2 separate regions of the Sus scrofa genome follow, and region 2 is linked to region 1. Evidence: chromatin contacts called from public promoter capture Hi-C data. All regions are on one chromosome and are shown on one strand. Each heading gives the region's core, a stretch centred on a gene start, on an enhancer-like site or on the middle of the called end of the contact. The rest is flanking DNA. Distances are from core to core; before and after follow the strand shown.

Evidence for each region. Promoter capture Hi-C pulls out the DNA fragments that hold promoters and counts their contacts.
Region 2: a promoter capture Hi-C map of fetal liver shows a contact between it and region 1, with 2.7 times the contacts expected there. The contact joins the promoter of KDM4B here to the promoter of SAFB in region 1. A contact is called at or near these places in 2 of 5 promoter capture datasets (fetal liver and liver) and 2 of 47 Hi-C or Micro-C datasets (heart right ventricle and liver).

What each region holds. Positions count from the first base shown.
Region 1 is chr2:73,332,004-73,336,009 of Sscrofa11.1, forward strand. SAFB (scaffold attachment factor B1) reads right to left here and starts at 2,491. Exons shown (of 21, transcript XM_021084024.1): 1 at 2,019-2,491. The coding sequence starts at 2,381. It overlaps SAFB2 (scaffold attachment factor B2), which reads left to right and starts at 2,539. Exons shown (of 18, transcript XR_002341685.1): 1 at 2,539-2,876.
Region 2 is chr2:73,887,095-73,891,486 of Sscrofa11.1, forward strand. KDM4B (lysine-specific demethylase 4B) reads right to left here and starts at 2,787. Exons shown (of 23, transcript XM_021084033.1): 1 at 2,657-2,787.

The DNA.
Region 1 (4,006 bases), core at 1,241-3,740:
CCTCTTCCTGGGGAAAGAAGATTCTGGAACACCAAGATTCTGGTACAAGAACTACCTCAGACAGATGTACCAGTTTGACCCTCAGTGTATCTCTGGGTGTAGTGTTTATAGCATCATCCCTAGGGGGGACTATAGGCTATGACTGATTCTTTTGGGCCTCAGCAAATTACAGTTTGTGTGTTCCCCCACCTTTCCCTCTTTTGCCCTTCCTAAAAAAAAAAAAAAAAAACAAAAAAAAAAACAAAGGAACGAAAAACTAGATGATAGACGTAGAAGAGAAAAACATCAGTACTCCCAGATTTGCTTGGGCAGAGTGGCAGATAGGTGTGTACACTCATAGTATTTTTGTAATTTGAGCACATCCCTAGAAAACGGAAAAGGAAGAAAGATGGATCTATCCCCTCAGAGATGCTAGTGACAGAAGATTTCTGAAGTCACACACCAGTCTCAACCACCAGCCTGACAGGAAGGTTCAGTGCCATCTTATCAGCATTGCAGGCTTGTAGACTAAGGGAAAAAGGATACCCCCCCCCCCCAGTTTGGCTTTGTTGACAAGAGGTCCTGGAGGCTACTAACGACATGGATGGGGGGGCAGGGGGCGGTGCCTTCAACCCTCATCCTGCTTGCATCTTTTCCAGGTAAACATCTTAATCAAATGCCTAACCTGTCTGAGTAAAGGAAGTTAGTATCCATACTGAAAGAAACACAGGCTTTCTGAGTTAGACCCAACTGACTCAAGGGAAGTAATTCACCACTCCCAAGCCTGAGCTTCTCAACCAGATAATAGAAAATAATCCCCATTTCCTCTAAATAGCAATTAATAAATAACCCCCCAATCCTCAGTTGTTTGGGAGGCAGGAGGGTGGAATGAGTCACAAACCGCACCGTCTGGAGGGCTTGGGGGTGGGGTGGGGGGTGTTGGATTAAGTGGCAAGGCTTAGCGATTACACGGAAGACCCAAGACAAGTGTCTCTAGGTTGCAAAAAGGCAAAGAAAGAAGCCACAGGAATAAAGCAAACCATAGGGTGAAACAGAAAGGCGCCAACATTTACTTAAACTCACTGCTCTTCACACGCATCCCTCAGAACCCCTCAAGACAGGGGTTAGAACCACCCTCTGCCGCTTGCCAATATCAAACGGTGGCACAGAAAGAAAAGTGACTTGTAACAGCGATCCTACTACCTCTGAGTGTTTACATGTGCTAGGCAACACGCCAAGCCTGTTTCATGCCATCTTACTTAATCCTAGCACGGAAGAACTATTACTTTCCTCTTCGAACACAAAAAGAAACAGGATCGAGAAGGGGTAGTAAATGTCTTCCATGCCCAAGATCAGGCCCCTGGGCCTGGCAGGGGCCTGATCTCTCCCCAACCCTCTATGTTCTATCTCGCGATTGCTAACTGCACTTCCCTTTGCATGCTGTGTCCCCGAGTCCGTGCTGGAAGGTCCCTAAGCCGTTTTTTCTCTCTCTTGGAAGATTTTTTTCGGAACGATTACTTTAACAGTTCATTCAAGGCTTCTAGGCCATAACGGATCAAGGAGCATCTATCTTCCCAAAGGAGAACCGCGCGGCCCGCACGGGCTCAGGGAATCAGACGGCTTGGGTTCAAATCCCCACCTCCCCACTCGGGTCGAATGACCTTGGCCCAGTCCCCACGCCGCGGAGGAAATGAGGATTTCAAGGTTCCGCGTCCACTTTCGCAGACTGGGATGAAACCAACCAAAAAAAAAATCCCTAAAAAACAGTGAATGATGCGGAAAACACAGGCCTTAGCCGATGTCACCCGTCACCCCAAACTTCCCCCGTTCGCTTCCCCAGTCTCGCCCCGATGCGACTCTAGACTTCGAACCTGGAGCTCCCGCCGGAGCCAGAGAGAAGCCGGGAGAAGCGCTGAGCGCCAGGCCCAAAGCAGGCCGCAGACAGGGCCGGGGGCGGACCCCGAGGCCAGGACGCCACCGTCGTGGCTGCCGGGGTCCCCCAACCCACTTCCTGCCCACCCCCAAGGCCCCGGCTCCACCTTTTTGAGCCGCTCCATCAAAACGCTCTTGTTGCCGCTCGAGTCCAGATTCCGTTTCCTCAGCTCCGCCCGCAGATCAATCACCCGCAGGTCGCTGAGGCGCCGCGTCCCGGTCTCCGACGAGGCGGAACTCAGAGCGGCTGCGCCCGCCGCACTCGAATCGCCTAGGCCTGACAGAGCCTCCGCCATTCCAGGGACCCTGGCTCCGCCGCCCACTTCACACAGAACCGGGCAGGATTTATCTCGGCTTCTAGCACAAAATGGCGCCGCCTGCGAGGGAACCGCTCCAGCCGCCCCGGCGCGCCTCGCTCCTGCGCAGGCGCACCCGGCGCGGGTTCGACGCTCCCGGTCGCGTCTGCCCATGCGTGGTGAGAGACTTGGGGAACTGCGCGCAGGCGTGTTGCGTTTTGCTGGCCTCCCGCCGCGATCAGCCGGCACACATGCGTACTGCAGTTACGGCGCCTGCGCGTTGTGCCGGGTCACGTGCGTTTGGTCGACGCGCTAGCGTGCTTGCTGCTAAGAATCCCGGTAGGGGCCGCACGCATGCGCTGCCGGAAAAACTGGGCGGGAGGAAGCGAGTGCGTTTTCCTCGCCGGCGGCGCCATTTTGTGTTCAGAGCCGCTACTGCCGCCGGCGGTGTGAGGAGTAGGTGGCGGAGACGGGGTGCCCGGGATGGCGGAGTCTCCGGCAGGGTCCGGTGACTCGGGTTCTGGCACGGCCAGTGTCGTCTCGGGCGCTTCAGAAGCCGGGACGCGGCGGCTCAGCGATCTGCGGGTGATCGATCTGCGGGCGGAGCTGAAGAAGCGGAACCTGGACACGGGTGGCAACAAGAGCGTCCTGATGGAGCGACTCAAGAAGGTGAGGCAACCAGGGGCCCTGGGGTGGCGCAGGAAGCTGGGGCACGCCCCCGAGCGGGCCTGTCACCGTGACTCCCGGGCCCGGGGCGCCTCCGGCCCGCTTCTCGTGGCCGAACCCAGCCCGAGCTGTCAGGGACCGCGGGGATCCGGCTGTGTGACCTTGGCTCGTCACCGCTTCTCTCTGTGTCTTACCTCCTCCTTTTTTTCTAGTTAGTCGTTTCAAGAGCGCTGAAAGCCCACTATAGCTGCAGGGTGGCTTCTAGACTGCACCCGGGGTTTGGGTTGGAGACTGTTTGTGTGACCTTGGACAAGTGCTTTCCGTTACTTGCTCTTGTTTCTTGTCTTGGAGATCCAAGAGAGAAAGATCCTTTGAGGTTTTCTGTCTTGGAGAGGTTTTCTTTCTTGGAGATCCAAGACTGAAGATCCTTTGAGATTTCTCGGGGTGGAGGGTGCTTTGCTGGGTCCTGCCCCAGGACCTTTGTTCCTCCCTTGCTTTTCCCCCGGACTGCTCCTCTCCCAGGTCAACAACTGTCTGGCGCCTTGTCATTTTGGGGTCTGAGATGTCGAGTCGCCGACCAGCCTCCCTAAGTTCTGCTGCACTTCCCTGACTCCATATCGCACCATCCTGTGTTTATTGCTCCCACCTCAGGGGCACTTGACACAAACTGGGGCGGGGCGTTGTCATTTCCCAAGTCAGAACTAGCTTCTTGAGGATCAGGACCTTGTGAGTTCCCTGGGTTCGCCGCGCCTCCCCAGGCCCAGAAGGCACTGGGATACTTGTTGAGTGGAACCACTAACCTCTCCTCTACCCAGGTTGATGGGTGTTTTTCTACCTCAGGTCAAAGATGGCTGGGTTGACCAGCTCCTCAGCCCTTTGCCCCTGCCGCCTTTCTGCCTGTTACTTTGTTGACTTAGAGCAGAGGCATTTTGGAGGTTAGGGGTCATTTTGGAACTTGTCATTGACCCTGTTTCTGAACTGTCTGTCTTTTGGGTGAGGAGCCCAGAAAGAACTAGGGGGTACTGGGATCATCCTGTGCCTTTGGGGTTTGCAGCCCAGATAGCAGAACCAGACTTGTTTTTTGCAAGGAAAGGTTCACCTTTGTTCACAGGGAAGTCATTGCTTAAAAGAGA
Region 2 (4,392 bases), core at 1,537-4,036, 560 kb after region 1:
GTCCCCACTGAGCAGCCCTGGAGCAGGTCTCTGGAGCACAGCCAGGAACCAGGCCCAGGCTGTTGGAGAAGCATGGGGTGACCTCACAGCTGCTTTGCAGGGCCCTCATGGTCAGGCAATGGCCCATAGTTCCTCTGCTTTCCCCCACCCCAGCTTCCTAGTAGGCTTGGGAAAGTTTAGTGACCCCCACCCCTCCACCTTTGCTCTTGAGCAAGTGATGGGCACAAGGTCTCACAGCTTGGAGCCTGTCCACCACACTTCTGGACTCCGGGGAAGAGAGCCACCCAGAAATGCTTGTTTGCCCACACTGTGGGCCGTACTGCCCACCCCGAGCCAGGCCTCCACCTCGCCAGCACAGCTGTGCCCCACAGCCCTAGACACCCATCCCTCCCCTTCCCCCACTAGACCCAAAGCCCCCCGAAGTTAGAGACTCCACGAAACCTGCCCCAGTGCTCAACGAACCCAACATCCCCAGGCCAGGTGAGTGTGGGATGGACGCAAGGACTGAGGCTCTGCCGGGCCAGCCAGGGGAAGGGGCAGGGCACAAGAGGGCAGGGGCCAGAAGCCAGCAGAGGAGGCGGAGAAACGCGGGGTCAAGCAGAGCAGCGGGGGTGGGAGACAGGGGCAGAGAGGGCCCCCAACAGCCCCAGAGGGACTGGGGAAGGGTCTTTCCTAGGACGCAGAAAAGTACAACAAAGGCAGGGCGGAGTCGGGAATGACCGATCAGCCATACCTTTAAGCTCTAGTATTTAACATCTCCTTAGCAGCCCACTTCCCCAAAGCGACAAGGATCAGAATCAATTGTTACTAAGACCTATATACATTTCCTCTCAACAACTACACACTCATTCTCTCTCTCTCTCCCACACACACACACACACACACACACACAGCATGTGACACTGTATCTGCTGGAATCGCCACAAAACCTGGGAGCATTCAAGCAACTGCACCTCTGCTCCTGGCACTGCCCTCCCCCAGGGCAGAGCAGTCTGACCGAGGAGGTGCCCCCGGCACGAATGGGGAGCATCATGATTTGCCCAGCATCCAATCAGAAACACAGAAAGAGGGCCGGCGAGTTTCAGAAACCCTCCACTCAGATCAGCACAAGTTGACTCCAGACTTTCACATTCCGTCCTTTGGGGTTCCAAAAAACAAACTAACTGCAAAGACAGAGCGGCTGCCCACTGTTCTTGCAAGGGTGGAGAGAGAAGGCTGACCCATGAGTTGATAAGCTATCCTGATGCCTCAGAAGGAAGCTATTATTTGAGAATTAGGGGAGTCATCAGCTCTTGCGACAAGGAAAGCCCACAGAAGTCATGTAAAGAGACCGTTTCAGGGGCTTTCTCCAGCCTGGGGACAGCGGGATAAATGGCTGTCGAGGCAGAGGAGGGGGCAGGCATTCTCAGACCCTAAGACATTGCTGGCACCCAGTTTGACCCAAAGGAGCTGGCTGAATAAATGCCTTTGATAGAAACACATGGGGAAAAAAGGACACACTCTTCACACATTACAGGATGGGATCACTGGGCTCCACTGAACAGAACAACCTTCTCAATAGTTTCATAACTCGGGAAACAGTTCCCCAGGTGCACCTGAATTATTAAAACAAAAGCATCCTCCCCCGACCAAGCAGATGGGACACACCAAGGCACAGTCCATGTCTCCCCTGCCCCCAGGGGAAAGAAAATCCTCTGTAAAACCTTTCCATGTGGCCCCACGGAGGTGCATCCCATTCTGCCTGGTGTCATCGCGCCCACTGGGTGGAGACCCAGGCCCCAGCAGATCTGGAGTAGGTTCCTTTCAGAATGAATCCGTCCCCCAGCTCCCACGAGGCTGGATGGGACAGCCCAAGGGGTCTCCGCGGGAGGGACTCTACGATTTATTTCTACAGAGAAGGGGGGCTTCGAGATGGCTTTCGGGCCGGCAGGGTGAGGCACTGAGGGCACGCGTCTGTAAGCTGCTATATGCATAGCAACTGGATACATTAAAAAAAAAAAAAATCCAGGTTGCATGCTTATTTAGGGGGGCTCAGGAAAATGGGGGACGAGTTTGGAAGCCGCGATGGAACGGCGGGTTGATTCGGGGAGATGGGTGGGATGCAATGATGGACATTTCGGGGGGGCACCACTGGGAAGCGCCTCATTAACCCCACCGGTGCCCAAAGGGCTGGAAATGCAGGCGGGCTTCACCCAGGGCCTGGGATTTCTTTCTTTCTCTTTATTATTATTTTTTAAATCATTAGGATTGTTGTGAATAATAGAAGGGGAGGGCCCTGCCAGGCAGGGCCAGCCGGGCCGGGCCACCCACGCTGTCATCTTTTGTGCGGGGCCGACGGGGACGCCCTGGCCCAGCCCCCGCGCGCCCCTGGCCCGGGCAGGGCGCCCCCGCCTCCCGCCCCCGGCCCCGCCATTGTCCAGCCGCACCGCCCCCGCCCGAGGTCCGGCGGGCGCCCGGGGCCAAGCGGTTAACGCCCCCAACCGCCTCGCGGGCCGGGACAAAGCGCGGCGGCTGCGGCCCGAGCAGGCCGCGCCCGAGGCCTGGGCCTCGAGTCCCGGGCGCCCGCCCGCCCGCAGCCCCGGGCGCGGCGCGGGGACGGCGGCGGCCGCAGCGGGGCCCGCGCTCGGACGCGGCGGCCGCCTCCCCGCGGGCTCACCTGAGGCGGCGCGCGCGGCCCGGTCCGGAGCAGCGGCGCGCGCTCCCCCGCCCTCGGCGTCGCACCCCCAGGCCCGCTCGGGCCGGGCCCCGCTCGGTCGCTGGCGGCCGAGCCCTCCGTGAGCGCCCCGGGTGGGGCTTATAGGGCTGCGTTCCAGCTCCGCCCCGGCTGCCATTGGCCCCCGAGCCCACGCCCGCACGCCCATTGGCTGACGCTGACAGCTCCGCCCCTCCCCTCCACCGGGCCCATCAACACCTCACGGCCCGCCCCCCGCGCGCCTCTATTGGGCGGGCGCAGGCGCCGGTCTCGCCTCGCCATTGGCCTGCCGGCCGGGACACGCCGGCGCCCACCCACGTGCCCGCTGACCGGCTCGGTTCTCATTGCAGGCTGAGCACGCCAGGCAAGAGGCCGCGACCAACGCGACGGCCCTAGGCCTCGGATTGACAAGGACGCCTAGGGGACCGCCCAACGACCGCACGGGGGCAAGAGAATATTGGCTTACTGGATCAGCCCCAAGAGCGGACTGGCTGGGGCGAGTGCCAATCACGGCCCGGGCCCCGCCTTGGTTATCAGGCTGCAGCTGAGTACGTGAGACCCAGCACAACATCAGCACCCCGCCTGGGAGTCGTAGCGGTGGGTTCGAGACCCGGAGCCGGAAATTGGGAGCCGCGTTCTCCACTTCGCAAAGTCCGGAGTTAGGAAACATAGCACGAACAAAACTCAATTTGTAAAGGAGGAGAACTGGAGAAATAAAAGTCAAGCAGGAAGCGCCCCTGTCTCTCCTTTCCTCCAGACCCTTCAAAAAAAAGTTCATTTCCATCACAAACAATACAACTTTGCAAAGGCGCAAGGCCTCCCTGCTAAAATTAGGTGACGTCCCCTAAAAATGAGGTAACCTTCCCTAAAACGTGAAGGACGAGAGGAGTTCGCTGCTTCCTGACCAGTTCAAAGCTCAGCTGGGCCCAGGTGCCTCACTGGTTGGCCTCGAGCAAAGTAACCTCACTGGGCTTGTTTTCTCCGGTGAAAAGGATATGATGGTGATACACCCCCTCACGGTCTGCTCCTATCCTGGGAAGTTTGCACGAGTTAAGTGAAAACAGGCACGTAAAATTTGACCATGTCACTTCACAAAGTGAGCATTTAGCTAAGGTGTATCATTAACATCGTTTCGGTGATTAATTGCGGTCAGGCAGTAGAGTGGGTACACTCACATTTCGCTGGCAGGAGTGTAAAACAGGCAACTGATTTATAAGGCGGTAAGTGTAACTACATTCTATTCCTGAAGGTCATGTACCCTGAGAAAGTCTCCCAAGCTCACAGCTTGCCAGTTCAAGGATGATGTTGCAGCACTGTACCTAATTGTTCCCAGTATTTTGCTCTAAATATCTCTCTCTAGGAAATAAGCAGCCTGTGGCACTGGGTACTTTAGAATACTTTTAACTTTATAGCAATTAAAAACAGATTGGAGTTCCCCTGTGGCTCAGTGGGTTAAGGACCTGGGGTTGTCACTGCAGCAGCTTGGGTCGCAGCCCAGGAACTTCCACATGCCACCAGTACAGCCAAAAAAATTAAAATTAAAAAAAGAATAAAAAAGAAGTAGATCTACAGGTACAGTCAGAGAATGATGTCTACAAGCCATGGAGAGCTGCAGAATGGTCCAAATTTCTGAACAGAACATTATGGAAATGAACCTTCAGCAAATAATGCTGTGTGGTTTCTAAGGGCACATACCTGTG